Regions from separate parts of the Triticum aestivum genome. Here region 2 is linked to region 1. The links are chromatin contacts, called in public Hi-C maps. All regions are on one chromosome and are shown on one strand. The core of a region is the stretch at or near the end of the contact, and the rest is flanking DNA. Distances in the headings are between cores, read along the strand shown. Region 1 overlaps LOC123171074 (exocyst complex component SEC8). Region 2 holds the start of LOC123165157 (DCN1-like protein 4).

Region 1 (7,043 bases), core at 1,735-4,234:
TGTCTGCATGATCGAAATTTATCAGCATTTTTTGTGTTGCAACATATGCTAGCTAGCATAACCTGAGAAGAGATATCCAGGTTGACTGTGGCAATATCAAACCCTACATCTAGTAGCATATTATAGCTTATGATCATCTACCAAAGAAAGAAACACAAAGTAGAAATTACCAGGAAACACCCAAAGCTAAACAATGACATAAAATGACAAGGAACAACCTGTACTATTTTTGTGATAATGAAAGAGATAGTGAGATAGTTCTCCTAGCCTCTGCATCATGACCATACGAAAACTAATAAATATCCCGTGGCACTGCTTCATTTTCCATCTATCCAGCTTGTTGTTGCAGGTCATCACCACGAGAAGCATCAATCCAGTAGCCAGCTTTGTGCATGTACCAGGGAGCAAATCAATCTTTTTCTCACATATATGTCTCTCCCCGTACAAGTTTTCAGCACCTCACATAGTAACAATTTCAAGACATTCTCCCACATTGTCTCTTCAGCAGCAGCAAACTTGGCCAAGCAACTGCACAAAAGGCAGTATACACATGCCCGGAGGAGCAACACACAGAAATTCATCTCAACCTCTCTCACTTTCTCTCTTATTCTCTAGGGGCGTGTTTGGTTGCCTGCATATGGCCCCGCCTGGCCCGCACGGAAAGAACTTGGCCCGTTTGATTGCCTACGTTTACTGTGCGGCCTGCATTACACGGAACTTAAAGCACGTCCAGGCCAGGCCCAGGGGAAACGCCCGAATCGGCGGTAGCTCGCGAGCCTGGCTCGGGCGACGCGCTTCTCTCCCCGTGCGACCAGGGAGATGGCGCGAGCTTGCCCGCGTCGCCGAAAAATCGGCGGGAGGATTTCGGCTCACCTCCCGCCGAGTCCACCCTAGCCCCCTCCCTCACCGCCCCAACTCCCGCCACCATTATCCCTCTGTTCGAGCTTTCCCGCCGACGCGCATCGGCACCGACGAGCAGGTAAGCGGCGCATCTTCATCGGCCAGCGGTCCACGGCGTCGACGCTTCTTCACCGGTCGGCGTTGATCGTCCACGACTGTCCCCCCTCGTCCTCGAGCTGCAGCCATGGCCTCTGTGAGTTCAATACCCCTTTCTCTTTGTTCCTTCTAGATAGATCTGAGCTGCAGTTAGGGTTTGATCTAGATGCATGGTTGATTAGTGGTCTGATCTGTGAGCTCATATGGTTGATTGCTATGCTGCGGTTGCAATTTGTGATAGGGCTAGATGTTCAAGCATGTGGTAGGCTAGATTAGTAGTAGAGTTTGAAGTTGAACCTTGTGCTTGTATTGATTCGTGCTTAGATCTATGATTTGTAGCTATTGGTGGTCCATTTGTAGCATGTTGTTTGTTGTAGATGTATGTTCGTACTCATAGATTGTTTGGTATGCTTAATATGATAGCGATGAACCATATGTGCTTAGTATGATAGTGATGAAACATGTGTTTGCTATGATAGTGATGAACCATGTGCATGTATGCTCCTGCTTTCATGGATTGTCCGGTATGTTGTGTGCTATGCTTATTATCAATGCGTGCTACGATTGTAGGACATGACCACGCAGACGCAAGATCTTAGTCAGGCCCTTGTCCTGTCCGACAGCCAGTTTGCTCCATCGTTTGTCGAGGACTCGCATCCTATGTCCGAGATGGCACCTTATTCAGAGGTGTTCGCGTCTGATTCCGTCTATGTACCAGTAGTGCTCGTTGAGCCAACTCCTACTGCTGCTGCCGCTACACTCAAGGTAGCAACAGCAAAGGCAAAGAAGGATGATAGGCCGAACAACATGAAGTGGCAGCCGTTCATGTCCACGTTCGTGCTGAACAAGATGTGTGAGCTCATCTCTAGTGGAGTTAGGACTGACAAGGGCTTCAAGGAGGTGCACTTGAACACCGTTGCGAAGCAGGTGTTCGAGTTCTGTGGGCAGGAGGTGTCTGCCACCCAGGTGTACAACCACCTGAGGAAGTGGAGAGGTCGATGGATCCAAGTGTCCAAGCTAAGAGACCTTAGCGGCGCCTCATGGGATGAGAACACTTGCTAGGTAGAGCTTGCTATGCCGTATGATCATGCATGCTTTACTTCTTCTCTTCTGCTCCATTGTTGTTTGTGTGCTACTTTGCTTGCTATTTGTGTGCTCCATTGATTTGATGCTTCAACGCTTGCTCTCGTGCATTGCTAGGGCAAGTGGTATGTCGTGTTCATTGGTAAGGCTCCAGGGGTTTACAGTTCATGGGAAGAAGCCAGTGCACAAGTGGCATCGTATAGCAACAGCAGTCATAGAGGGTTCAAGACTAGGCAGGCAGCAGAACAAGCTTACTCCGACTGGGTGCGAAAGCACGGAGGCAGCAGTGTTGACAGTGGCAAGGTTGGAGGTGTTAAGGTGGATCGTCAGTTTGGGCTGAAGCTGAAGAACTTCATCATCTTCGCCCAGTTCATCGACATTGCTGTGTTGTAGCGTTGGTGTGCTAGGTGTGATCATTGTGGGTAAGCTCACCAACTAGGGTATAAGGTAAGCACAACATGTACGTCGTATGCAACCAAATGTCGTATTCATGTGCCGCTTGGGCCAATGCAGGCAACCAAACAAAGTGCACTTGCGTATTACTTAATGCAGGAACACTAGATGCAAACAACCAAACAACTTGCAGATGGCGTACTAGGGCATGTTTTTTGCTCAACCAGGCTGGGTTGAGAAGTGTATGCGATGCAGGAATTGTTCACAACGGTAACCAAACACGCCCCAGCTGATCCTCTTCTTTTCACCGCACAAAGCAGCACACAAAACAAATTCAGCATAGAAACAATAGCGTCGCCAAACTGAAGAGATCACACCATCGGAACAAGTATCCACTGAAAGTTTGTGAGGTTTCTGGGCTTGATCAATCGTGGTGGGCCAACGTAGCAGCATGGTCGCCATCTACGCCGATGCGACCCACCCGTCGACCCCAACATGGTCTTTGGATCCATCCAGTCGTCGTCCACTGTTGTACACCAAGGCCTTTGCCGTAACCATCGTCAGCGACCAACCTCACTGGGAGGCTGGGGCTGGGAACTCGCGCACTGCCGCCCACCTCAGGTCAAGAACGCCGCCCCCATCGAGTTAGTGCGCCCCTTCCAGAGCTTGTACGTGCAGCTCTCCCGCTACAGCCAACGCCGCCGCCTCGGCGATCGCCGCCAGCCGAGCTCTCAGGGGAGCAAGGCCTTCTCCACCGCCTTATTTTCCTTCCCTCCTCCTGCTACTCCTCCCTGACCTCCCCCTCGTCTCGTTTTCTCTGCACAGGGAGCCATGGCGCCGCCCGAGATGCAGCTTCGCCACCATCCCAAGCCGCTGCCGCCGCTCACCTGCAGGTCGCCCCATCGACCGGATTCAGCCCTCTGCCGCCCGAACCTGCCTCCTGCCACGGATCCCACCCAACTCGAACAGCTGCACCCGATCCTGTCGTTTCGCTGCATCACCTGGAGCCGACGCCCCCTCTGCATCGAGCCCATCCGCGTTGACCGGGCTGCATCGCCATGCCTCGCCTCACATGGGTCGCCATGGTTGCGTTTACAACAAAATTCAACTGCCATGACTGCGTTTGTGGATAGGTGAACCAGCGTGGCCTAGGAAAAAATCAGGCGTAAAGCCAGGAGGCATACTGTGCGTACGTGCAATAGGAGTATAGAGGGAGGACAGACCAAAGGAACCGGATGGAACTTAAATCTTCTTTTAAATACCATTCATCAATCTTTATGATCAACATAAAATCAACAGATATAAAAGGATGACGTATGAAGAACTATGAAAGCTTCCTACCTTTAATATTAGGTAAAAATAAAGATCAAATACTCCCTTCATTCACAAATATACAATGTTATAATTTTTTTTTTCAGAATTGAATGTATATACACATTTTAGTGCGTCTATTCACTCATCAGTCAATATATAGTCCATATTAAAATATCTATAACGTCTTATATTTGTTAATGGAGGGAGTACCTTTTAGTGTCTTTCTTTAAAACTAGAAACTATGGCTCGCCACAATTTGCTAGCCCATGGCTCACAATTGGTCTTAAATTCGTGGCCACAATTGGCACATTTGTGGTGACTATTTACCATGTGCTATGTGGCGGCAACAATTTGAATAACGGAACACATGAATCTGGGAATTTTATTAAAATTACGTCCAAAAGATTACACATTTACAACGATCAAGAATGAGCGTTTCAGTCAAAGCACTACAAATTTACAGTGAATGAGACAACAAATAACACATTACCTACACCATAGACATCAAAAGAAAAAACCAAACAGAAATAACAAAATTAACTACAACTACAAAGAAAGCCGAGAAAGATACAGTGAGACATCTGCCACCAGTTATAGCTAAAATCATCTTGCCCAATTCAATTTAATGACTCAAAATCTGTGAGATACGTCGTTCAGCATCCATTGGTATCTCTCTACCAGGTACATTGACCTTTAGTATGCTCAAGTATCTACACAAACAAAGTAACATCAAACTAAATATGGTTAACCAAAAAAAATGACAATGTAAATCAAAAATATTCGACACGCCTACTCTTTTGCAGAAAAAATATATTCCTGTTCAGCAATGAACCCAAGCAAAGACTGCACATTGAGGAATAGGGTGATTAAAGCTTCAAAGAAAAACACAACTACATTCGCAAAAAAAGAAAAAAAAACACGACTATGGGTGCGTGGTATTGTTATTAGTGTACCTCGAAAGGCAGGTTTAGTAGCTCATAGAATGTCCGAACACGATCTAATCTCTGTTGGACTGCCTCACTATCAATGGAAGGTATGGCTGCAAGTGCCTGCATAGAGAGAAATAATTTACACATGTGACTATGGAATCGGCCATCTACTTGATCTATCAAAAACTATTACTGCAAATGAAAGTACTACCTGTTCTAGTGCTATCGAGTTTCTGCATATTTGTTGAACTCCCAACAGGTTGATGGACTTCATTAGTGCGAGTGCCTTTCATAATTGAACAACCGTAAGTAGGATATCTGGAATCTGCTTTGACAGTACAGGCTTATAACAAGAAGAATAAGCAGTGATTCGGAACAAACCTTTATTGATGCATTAGCAGCAACACTAGAAATCCCACCAAATACATAGTTCCTTTTTGATTCTGCGATGTAAGGAGCCATTTCTTCATCCCTACGTGCAATCTGTCACATTGTAAAGCCCAGCACATGTTAAAGGGCCCAATAATATCAGTAAATTGAAGAATGCAGCATTACTTAATGTGCACTATGTGATGTGTGAGTACAAAATATAAACTTGAATTTTTATCTAGATGCATATGGATCCAAATCGATACTCCTGTTTCACTTTTAATAATGTACCTATTCAAAAATTTAGCCTAAACAAACTCTTATAAATTTCGGTAAGGATTAAATTAAGAACTAAGCCAACTACATCCTCTCACAGTGTTTTGAGGCTCTGAACCATTCGATCCGCTCATTTAACGCTCCAGATCATCCGATCACCCGATCCTCCCACCACGCCCCCGTGAGTGACGGCTTTGCACCACGCGGTCCTGGTGTCCCGGCCAGCCCAACTTTATTGGACTGCTGCTCCAGAAACTGAGTTGGGTGCCTTCTAAACTCTACGCGCAACACAGATCCTCCGAGACCTTTTCTGAGTCTTTCAGTCAGAGGCTGCACTGACTGGTGAGTGTTCCATGGGTCTCCAGCACCTTCCCAGATGTTGTCCTGCCAGCTGCAACGGTTCAACCCCATGGTATACAATGCCTCCTGAGTCAGGTAGCGGAAGAATAATGGCAAGGTAGCTCGACTATCCGACTTCCGTTGCAGTTACTCTTACTGAAGAGTGGAGATGCGTTACTGTCCGTCTGCCTCCTTTTTCTAGCTCCACCCAAGGTTTGCATCTGCCTTTCTATGTGATAATTTGGCCAAGAACTATCAGTGTAATCCATCTCAATTTTGTTTTTGTCCTCCTTTGTTTACTCAGGGTAAGGCATTAAGAGAGAAGTCTGGCATGCCTCCTTTGCTAGTGGAGGAGCATCTCCTATTGAAGCAACACAAAGTTTGTGGAGGAGCAACTCCACCTTGTATGTATCTCTTGCATATGTAGGGTTGGGTGCTCTCCGATATGCGTAGAGATTTGGCTCTTCAAGGGCATCATCATATTCTTCACCTTCAGAAGCCTCAACATAAATTGGCCTTCTTGAAGCACGTTGAACAACATGTTGTCGTGGCGGTCTTGCTTCAAGATTACCTCTCCTTCTTCCTTGATGAACATCTTCCTCTTCTTTAGATGAATCTCCTTCATTGGTAGCAGGGGGGACACCCTTTCTTATCATCTCAACCAGCTGGTCAAATCTCCTATTAAGATCTTCACGCAGCTCTTTGATTTGTTGTTCAGCAGCATCCATCCTCTTCTCCAATTGCTCCATTGCTTGCTGCAACTTACTCTCGAAGAGGACAGCAAGAACTAGTATGGGTCAACGAGACTCTGATACCACCTGAAGCAGCACAAAGTTTGTGGAGGAGCAACTCCACCTTGCTGCTACAATGTGTACAGCACAAGTGTTGAAGGAACAGCTTCAACGTGCTGCGCTAGATATCGCTCTAGAGGCGAATGTAGGTTGATAGGCAGCAAGGGTTCAATCCAGAACTCCTAGGGCACAAGATCTACTCCAAGATCTTAGATAAAAACAACAAGTTCTATTATAGGTAGGGGTACATAGTCTGCCTCCAAAGTAGAGGCGAGGACCTCTATTTATAGGGCTTTGGGAAGCCTTCACATACTTCTACTTATAGCTGGAATACTCTAGAAAACATTATGTAAGTTTCACCATTCTACTCATAGCTACTCACAACTAGAAGACTCTAGAAAACAGTAGATAGGATAGAAAAGAAAAGGAAAGAAATACTACACTAGAGTGGAAGCATCTAGAAGTAGCCAAACAGATCTGGCATGTGTTTTCTTTCTTCTCATCTAGTGTTCCTCATCACCTATCAACATGTCCGATGACGAAGGTGTTGATA
Region 2 (7,043 bases), core at 1,426-3,925, 200 kb before region 1:
GGCAATATGGTGGTGGTCGTGGGAGGGGGGGAGGGGTAACACAATAAAACCCTAATGTCGCTACCAAAGATGAAATTATAGCATTAAAAAATCATTAACATCTAGCTGCATCAAAATGGTATGTATCAACTACCAATACACATTTACGTGAATGGACGGTATACATAGACAACTATTACATCACAATTTACAATGATTCATATAAAACAGCTCGTATTTTTACCATGTGCGATAATTCCCTAATTGGAAGGTATACATAGAATTTCTAAATGGAAGGATGACTACCATGAGTATACAGCAAAAATAATGACAGGCAAGTGTTTGAGAAAAACTGAGAAAAAACTTACTCAATCATGCTGGATGAGCCATCAGCATATGTATAGAAAAGTTGGTCAATCCGCTCTATTTCCTTTGAAACCGCTTTAGTGGGAACTGGAGATAATAATGAAAATGTTATTACAAATAGATCTAAGGAACATGTGGTTCCCTATCAATATACAGTATCTTGATTTTGCATACCACATACCATATGATAGAATTTAGCTTGCAAGCAAAAAGTATGCATTTGGTATTTCTAATGTGCAAACAAAACTTGTGCATGTGGAAGAAGCAGAAGTAAGGAGAAGACCAACACATAGCTTGACATAAACCAAATGACTGAATAACACGCACATGCACATTCTTACACCCAGATGGATAAGTGTATAGGGTTCAACAAGTAATTCAGAAAGAAAAGGAATCAATGCATCTCACCACGTTGTGCTTTCCTGCTGGTCAGGTTTGTACTGACTCCTTTTCTTTTTCTGTTTTGTTTTTCATTTACTTGTTCCTCACCTAAATATAATCGTTTGCTTAGTACTCATTCAGATATACATACCCTCAAAAGAGAATATGATAGCTCCTACACCAACCCATTTGGAAAAGAAGTAATGCGACAACGAATTTAAAGAGAAGGTAAGAATCAAGAGTTCAAGACACAAACATTTTAATAACCTAAAAAAGAAAGCCTATTAGGACAAAGTTTGAGCCAATGGGCAGCTATTCTAGAGTTGCTTATGAAACTTCTATGTATACACACGCAATTTCAAGATAAGCTTCTTAATCTGTCTTTTACATTTACTGGGGTAAAATTCAGCATTACAAATTACAAAATGGCACTAAAACCCAATGGGAGCAGCAAACTAACCACCAAATGAGTAAGTTAAAGTAATCGCTTGAGATATGGAGCAAGACAGCATGTAGTGATTAATCATTCCAATAAGGGAGTACATACGGAGCAAAATGAGTGAATCTACACTCTTGACATATGTCTATATACATCCATATGTAGTTTTATTGAAATCTGTAAAAAGACTTATATTTAGGAACAGAGGGAGTATATCATAGAAACAATTACAAAATGAATGGGTGTAACTAATTTTGCTGATTATATAGCTTAAAAGTGATTGAAGGTACTGTATTCTAGTGCATCCATTCACATTTAATTATTTATGTGTCATATTGGTATAACAGATCATAATTCTCTAGTGCCTTCTAATTCAGTTGCAATTAGAACAAACCACTGCTGCTGTGCCCATCTCTTTTCATTTTGTTTGATATCATAGTTATTGGTACAGGATTTTTTCAGTGCGTATCGTAATTGCATGTAAAACATTGATATGTCATACAAACCTAATAAACTTTAAAACAATTATTTTAATTAAAATAAAGTACTACAAAGCACAAAAAGCAGAGTTACTACCAGATAGTAAAGTCAATGAGATTCAGTGATGAAACTGTTTAACAGGCACCATAATTTTAGGCTGCACACTACTAACCTGATTTCTGTAGTCACAGAAAAAAGGTAAAGATTTACCGCACAAGGTACATGGCGAATTTATGTTATTAGTGGTGTAAAATTGATGCAAAGACAACAAATCGCCACGGAGATTGCAGAGCTGAACCAGAAACCCGGAACACGGTGTTAACAGGTAGCTGCTCTTTAGATTTTACTTACAAAGCGTTTCGGCATGGGTAGGCACACAATTAATAAACCTATGAATTGCCATCTGCTTACATTACGAATGTAAATCTGCTAGCGAATCCACACCCAATTCTGCACCAGGCGATCCAAACCGAGGATTCAGCTCCTTCTCTTTACCACCATGACAGATTCCCAAACCCTGAATCTACCCCGACCCTTCCCATCCCATAACAAGCGATCCGAACCCCACATACCGGCAATCAACGAGTCGTACCTCGTACGCTCCCGCACCGGACAACTCAAGATTGGATCTTCCCGAGACAAGGCACCACACGGAATCTCGCAAGACAACGAACGGACCGGGGACCTGCCGAGGCCACCAGCAAGGCCTCGCACGCAGCCTAATCACGAAACAAGGAAGACAACCAGGGGGGTGGGGGTGGGGTAGGGGTTGAGGGGAGGAGCATTACCGGCCGCGGCGGACGACGACGACGACTTCTTGGAGGAGCGCCTCATGGTGGCCCGTCCTCTCGCCTTCTCGTCGCGCCTCCCTCTCTTTCTCTCTCGGGTACCTACTTCTCCCCTGCGCGCGGTCGCCGAGTTATCTTCCCTCGTCTCGTCTTCTCTGCTGTCCCGGTTGAGAGTTCGAGTTTGCGGAAGGAACGGGGGCGCAGTTGGAGCCTCCCCTTTACTTATATTAACTACGATTCGGCCTGGCTAGGAAGTTGTGTCCCACGTGCGGGCCCTGGATACCTGCGCCAACACGGCTGCCCCTATTTTTTCCTTGGCGGAAGACATCGTACTCCCTCCGGTCTTTTTTAGTTTGCACACATATAAATTTTGTCCGAAATTAAATCATCTGTACTTTAATCAAGCTTATATTATATAAAAAAATTAACATTCACAATGTTTAATTAATATTGTTAGATTCTTTATGAAATATAGTTTTATATAGTATATATATTTGATATTGTAGATATTGGTATTTTTTAATATAAATTTACTCAAACTTTGCAAAGTTTGACTTGTCACAAATCTATAACGTGGAGTAAAAAGGACCATAGGGAGTACCAATTTGCGAGTTTATATCTGCCTAAAAAAATTGAAAACATATTGCCGAACGCTCAGATTTTAAAGATCTGGGTTGAACGTCCTCTTCACCGCTAGATTTTGAGCATGCATGCTAAAGCAGAGAACACAATCACGTTGGTGAACGAGATCTTTCGGTAAAATGGAAGTCGTCATCGCGAACGCCTCTCGACTCCTTTGTTCCCTTATCCATCCACACGACCTCCCCAAGCATGCTATACAACTATGTTGCGAACCCGCACGGGGATTAATTCCTTGCCTATCATATAGAGTTGTTGCTTGTCTTACCCGACGGTCCTTGATTTTGGTTCTGGTTGGCGCATGGAAAGAAAGAGGCGGTATACTATGTCAGAGCTTTGATTTAGCAAAGCTCACATGTTCAACTATTTTTTACTCTTTAGATGATTATTGGTATACGACAGTTGTCACTCGTTCTACCGAGCAGTCCTTGGTCTTGTTTCTGATCGGCGCATGGAATAAAAGGGGCAGAATACTACGTCAGAGCTTTGATTCAGCAAACATCACATGCTCTACTATCTTTTAGTCTTTAGATGATTACTAGATGACCCGGTGCGCCAAATGGCGCAGAGACCCATTTGAAACCATGTTCGTGTTGAGAAATATTGGCCTTTTTTAGTAATTTTATGTTTGATCAAGGATAGATAACGTGTCAAACCCAAAGTGTTTTGAATGTGTATTTGAACAATGTGCCATTTGGCTCTATGTTACCCAAGTAAGGTGCAAGGTCCAAATTCAAGCATCAAGGGTAATGATTCTAAACCTTTTGTAACAGAAACGTTTGCATTTGTTAGTAACTTCGAGTTTTAGCACCGAGGGAAATAATTCTAAACCTTTTATGTGAAAAATTAAGGAATACCTATGTAAAAACTATATACCATGTGAAGCTAATTCAAACTGTGCAAGTTGAAATATTTAGAGACCGATCATAAAATTGCCGGCTCCACTCTACTGCAACGCGAGGGCCGGCTTACTGCACCTTCCCCACATAATTGGCCAGAAGGTATTTTAAAATTTTGAATTGTCTACATTAGTATTTCTTAGACACCATATAGGAGATGAGAGAACAGTAAAAAAAATTGTTAAATGAAAACTATGTACCTTAGCTATCTAAGGCTTATGAAAACTGCAATCTTGAAAGAGGAAAACAACATTAGAAATCGTAATGTTCCTGGTCCTGAATAGTGTATTTGTCTAAATATGTAGTTGATCACCCGGTGCAAAGTAAAAAACTTCTCATGATATACCACTGGGAACCTAAAAGCAAGTGATCACACATACAAACATTCCAAGGAAAAATGCGTAAACTCACAACTCAAACAAATTACTAACAGGACTATGTATGATTTTGCAGCTTAGAATCTACATAAAACAGAACAGTGCAGGTAACCTCTACCTAAATCTCACTACTAACTTTATTCAAACATTTATTCCTAGATCATCCGTACTCCTTCTATGTACAAATCATGCAATATCTCTGTCTAAATCAATGCCAATGCATGCACATGCACAAGTCTAAACTAAACAACATATATGATATAGCATAATTATATGATCTAAAATAGATGCATGATCAGGGGAGGAAGATGGTGAAGCCAAAGATGAGCAACTGAGATTGGGGAACGACGACCGGCGAGCAGCAGCCCATAGTGATGGCCAGCTCCATTCGACCATGACGCGAGCAACGCCGGAGCTCCGGCCTGGCTGCTCCTTCCTCATGCTCGTCCTACTCATCCTCCCGTGCTTCTCCACGCCAAGCACGAAGACCACACCAGCCAGGCTCTCTTATGGCGACGACCTGCGCCCGATCCAGAATCACGATATGTGGCGGCGCCGGATCGAGAACGCGGGGAGACGCTGTCCTGTGGGGAAGAGAAAGAGGATAACATGGTATAAAATAAAGTAGTCATTTTTCATGTAGTGAAACTTTAGTTTTGGGCAAGATAATCAAAAATAAAAATATAACTAATGCAATAGGAGAACCACATATGGAGGCACTCAAGTGGACAGACACAACAGTTCAAACAAACCCAAAAATATCTCATTGTTCACCTTAAACCTTCGGAGGTTTAAACTGCTAGTTGAACTGAAAGGCACCGTTGCTAGGTGAAAAAAAATCAGTACGCTCTGCAGTAATTTGATATGATAAAAACCAGTTGGATAAAGACCAAATAAAGTTATTACCTAGCGAAGTTAGGGCTGCCATAAAAATCTGAACAGTTCCATAAGTTGTCTCTTGATATTATATGATTCATAAAGGAACATGACACATGATTGTGCAAAAATGACTATTGATTCAGTGCCACACTACAGGAAAGGGGATATTACTTACTACTTCTCTCATCTAGCTACAGCTGGTTTAGCAAAGAGAACCCAATACCCAAAATCATGAAATGGGTGTTCTCTTGGTTAGTATACAAGACTGCTAATTATCTCTGTTGCCTCACCACAGAGCAACCAAGCAAAGGGCCATGGAGCACCTCACAACAAAAGGAACCTAAAACCTACAAACAGAGGAATGATTTTTCTTGTAACATGAACCATCAAATTAACTACACTCGGTCGCACAGCATGCGATCGCCACCATAGAAAGGCTACCCTACTACTTAACTCTCTCCACAAACTACAAAAAAGCAAGAAAATCAACCCAAACAACATTGTAGGAACGATATAGACAAGACAAAAGAATCTCAACTTGTTCGCTCTTTTTTAGTTGAGTAACTCCTTCCAGAGTAAATGGTCAAGCTGGCCGCAAGAAAGAAACACACAAAAAACCCGAGAATAGTGCACCAACAAGAAGGAAAAAAATCTACATATGGACAAACTGACAGGGTTTGTGCTTCAGGAACCAAAAATTTGGGGAGAGAGAGAAGCATACCTAATAGAACTTCACGGGCATGTCAACCCCTTGTTTATTCTCCAATTTCAGCCCTAGCATTGAAGGAAGCACAACCCTCTCATGAACAGACTTTAGAGTGAAGCTCATTGATGATGGCACTGTTAGTAGTCAGAAACTGTATAAGCGAGGCTATTCCGCCTTCTTGGCCCTTTTAAATAGCTTGTACATACCTGTTTTAGAGTCAAGAGAAAAAAATGATATCAACTAAGCATATCTAAAATCCATCGTAATACATACAAAGAATGTGTTACATCTGAAATAAAATGGAACATGCAAATTAGATAGTTACTTATAAGTGAAATACCATTTTAGGTGTGTTTTCACCAAAGAGATACAGTGAACAGTCGAGCACGTAATTATAAATTGATAATTATCAGTAAGATCTTCACACTTCTCGGGGAACAAATAAAACAGGAAACTAGGTGGTTTACCTTGATACAAAAGTGACCTTATTCAAATTCATTTTCAGATGAGAAACACTATAGTGGAAGCACCAACCCTAGCGAAATACCATCAAGAAATGGTGCTACTTAATCATAGTAGAAAGGATAAAAATGCATATAACAAAAAAGGAATAATAATACCTGTCAGGCCTGCTCTTGCATACCAAAATAACATGGCCTCTTGCAAAATATAGAGATCTAGGAACGGCCCATAACACCAAACGATGTAGGAGAGGAAGGTACCAAACTTATCACAAGCATCTCCATTATGACTGGAATATACCCTGGAAATTAATACAAGCTAGGTATATCACAGATGCACCATAATAATTTCAAAAGAAGTGCAAAAATATGTACCCAACATAGAACATAGGTCGTTGTGTATAAGAAACAAAAAGTAGTTTGCATACAAGGATAATACATGAACAACCGCGATTGTGTGTGTGTAAGAGAGAGAGAGAGAGAGAGAGAGAGAGAGAGAGAGAGAGAGAGAGAGAGAGCATTGTGAGCATTGTCCCAGTACACATTTATAGGAATGAAACACACACAGTTCAGCTGCTATATAGGGTAATATCTTTCCATTCATTATGAGCATTGTGATGTTTGCTGGCAAACTTCGTGATGCAAAAGT

Evidence for each region. Hi-C and Micro-C count contacts between places; a contact is called where the count stands out from the background.
Region 2: a Hi-C map of leaf shows a contact between it and region 1, with 5 times the contacts expected there. The contact joins the promoter of LOC123165157 here to the enhancer-like site in region 1. A contact is called at or near these places in 3 of 5 Hi-C or Micro-C datasets (all in leaf).

What each region holds. Positions count from the first base shown.
Region 1 is chr7D:287,183,437-287,190,479 of IWGSC CS RefSeq v2.1, reverse strand. LOC123171074 (exocyst complex component SEC8) reads right to left here. Exons shown (of 22, transcript XM_044588732.1): 18 at 5,097-5,198; 19 at 4,927-5,001; 20 at 4,740-4,835; 21 at 4,580-4,629; 22 at 4,148-4,496. The coding sequence ends at 4,409. Among protein-coding and RNA genes, the nearest start is that of LOC123171074, 35 kb to the right of the region's middle. Within about 2 kb of position 2,984, at least 4 of the 8 cell types and tissues checked have an H3K27ac peak or open chromatin away from gene starts, as enhancers often do. A contact at or near this core is called in leaf, where this site is marked.
Region 2 is chr7D:287,381,642-287,388,684 of IWGSC CS RefSeq v2.1, reverse strand. LOC123165157 (DCN1-like protein 4) reads right to left here and starts at 2,675. Exons shown (of 10, transcript XM_044582790.1): 1 at 2,434-2,675; 2 at 348-432. The coding sequence starts at 2,479.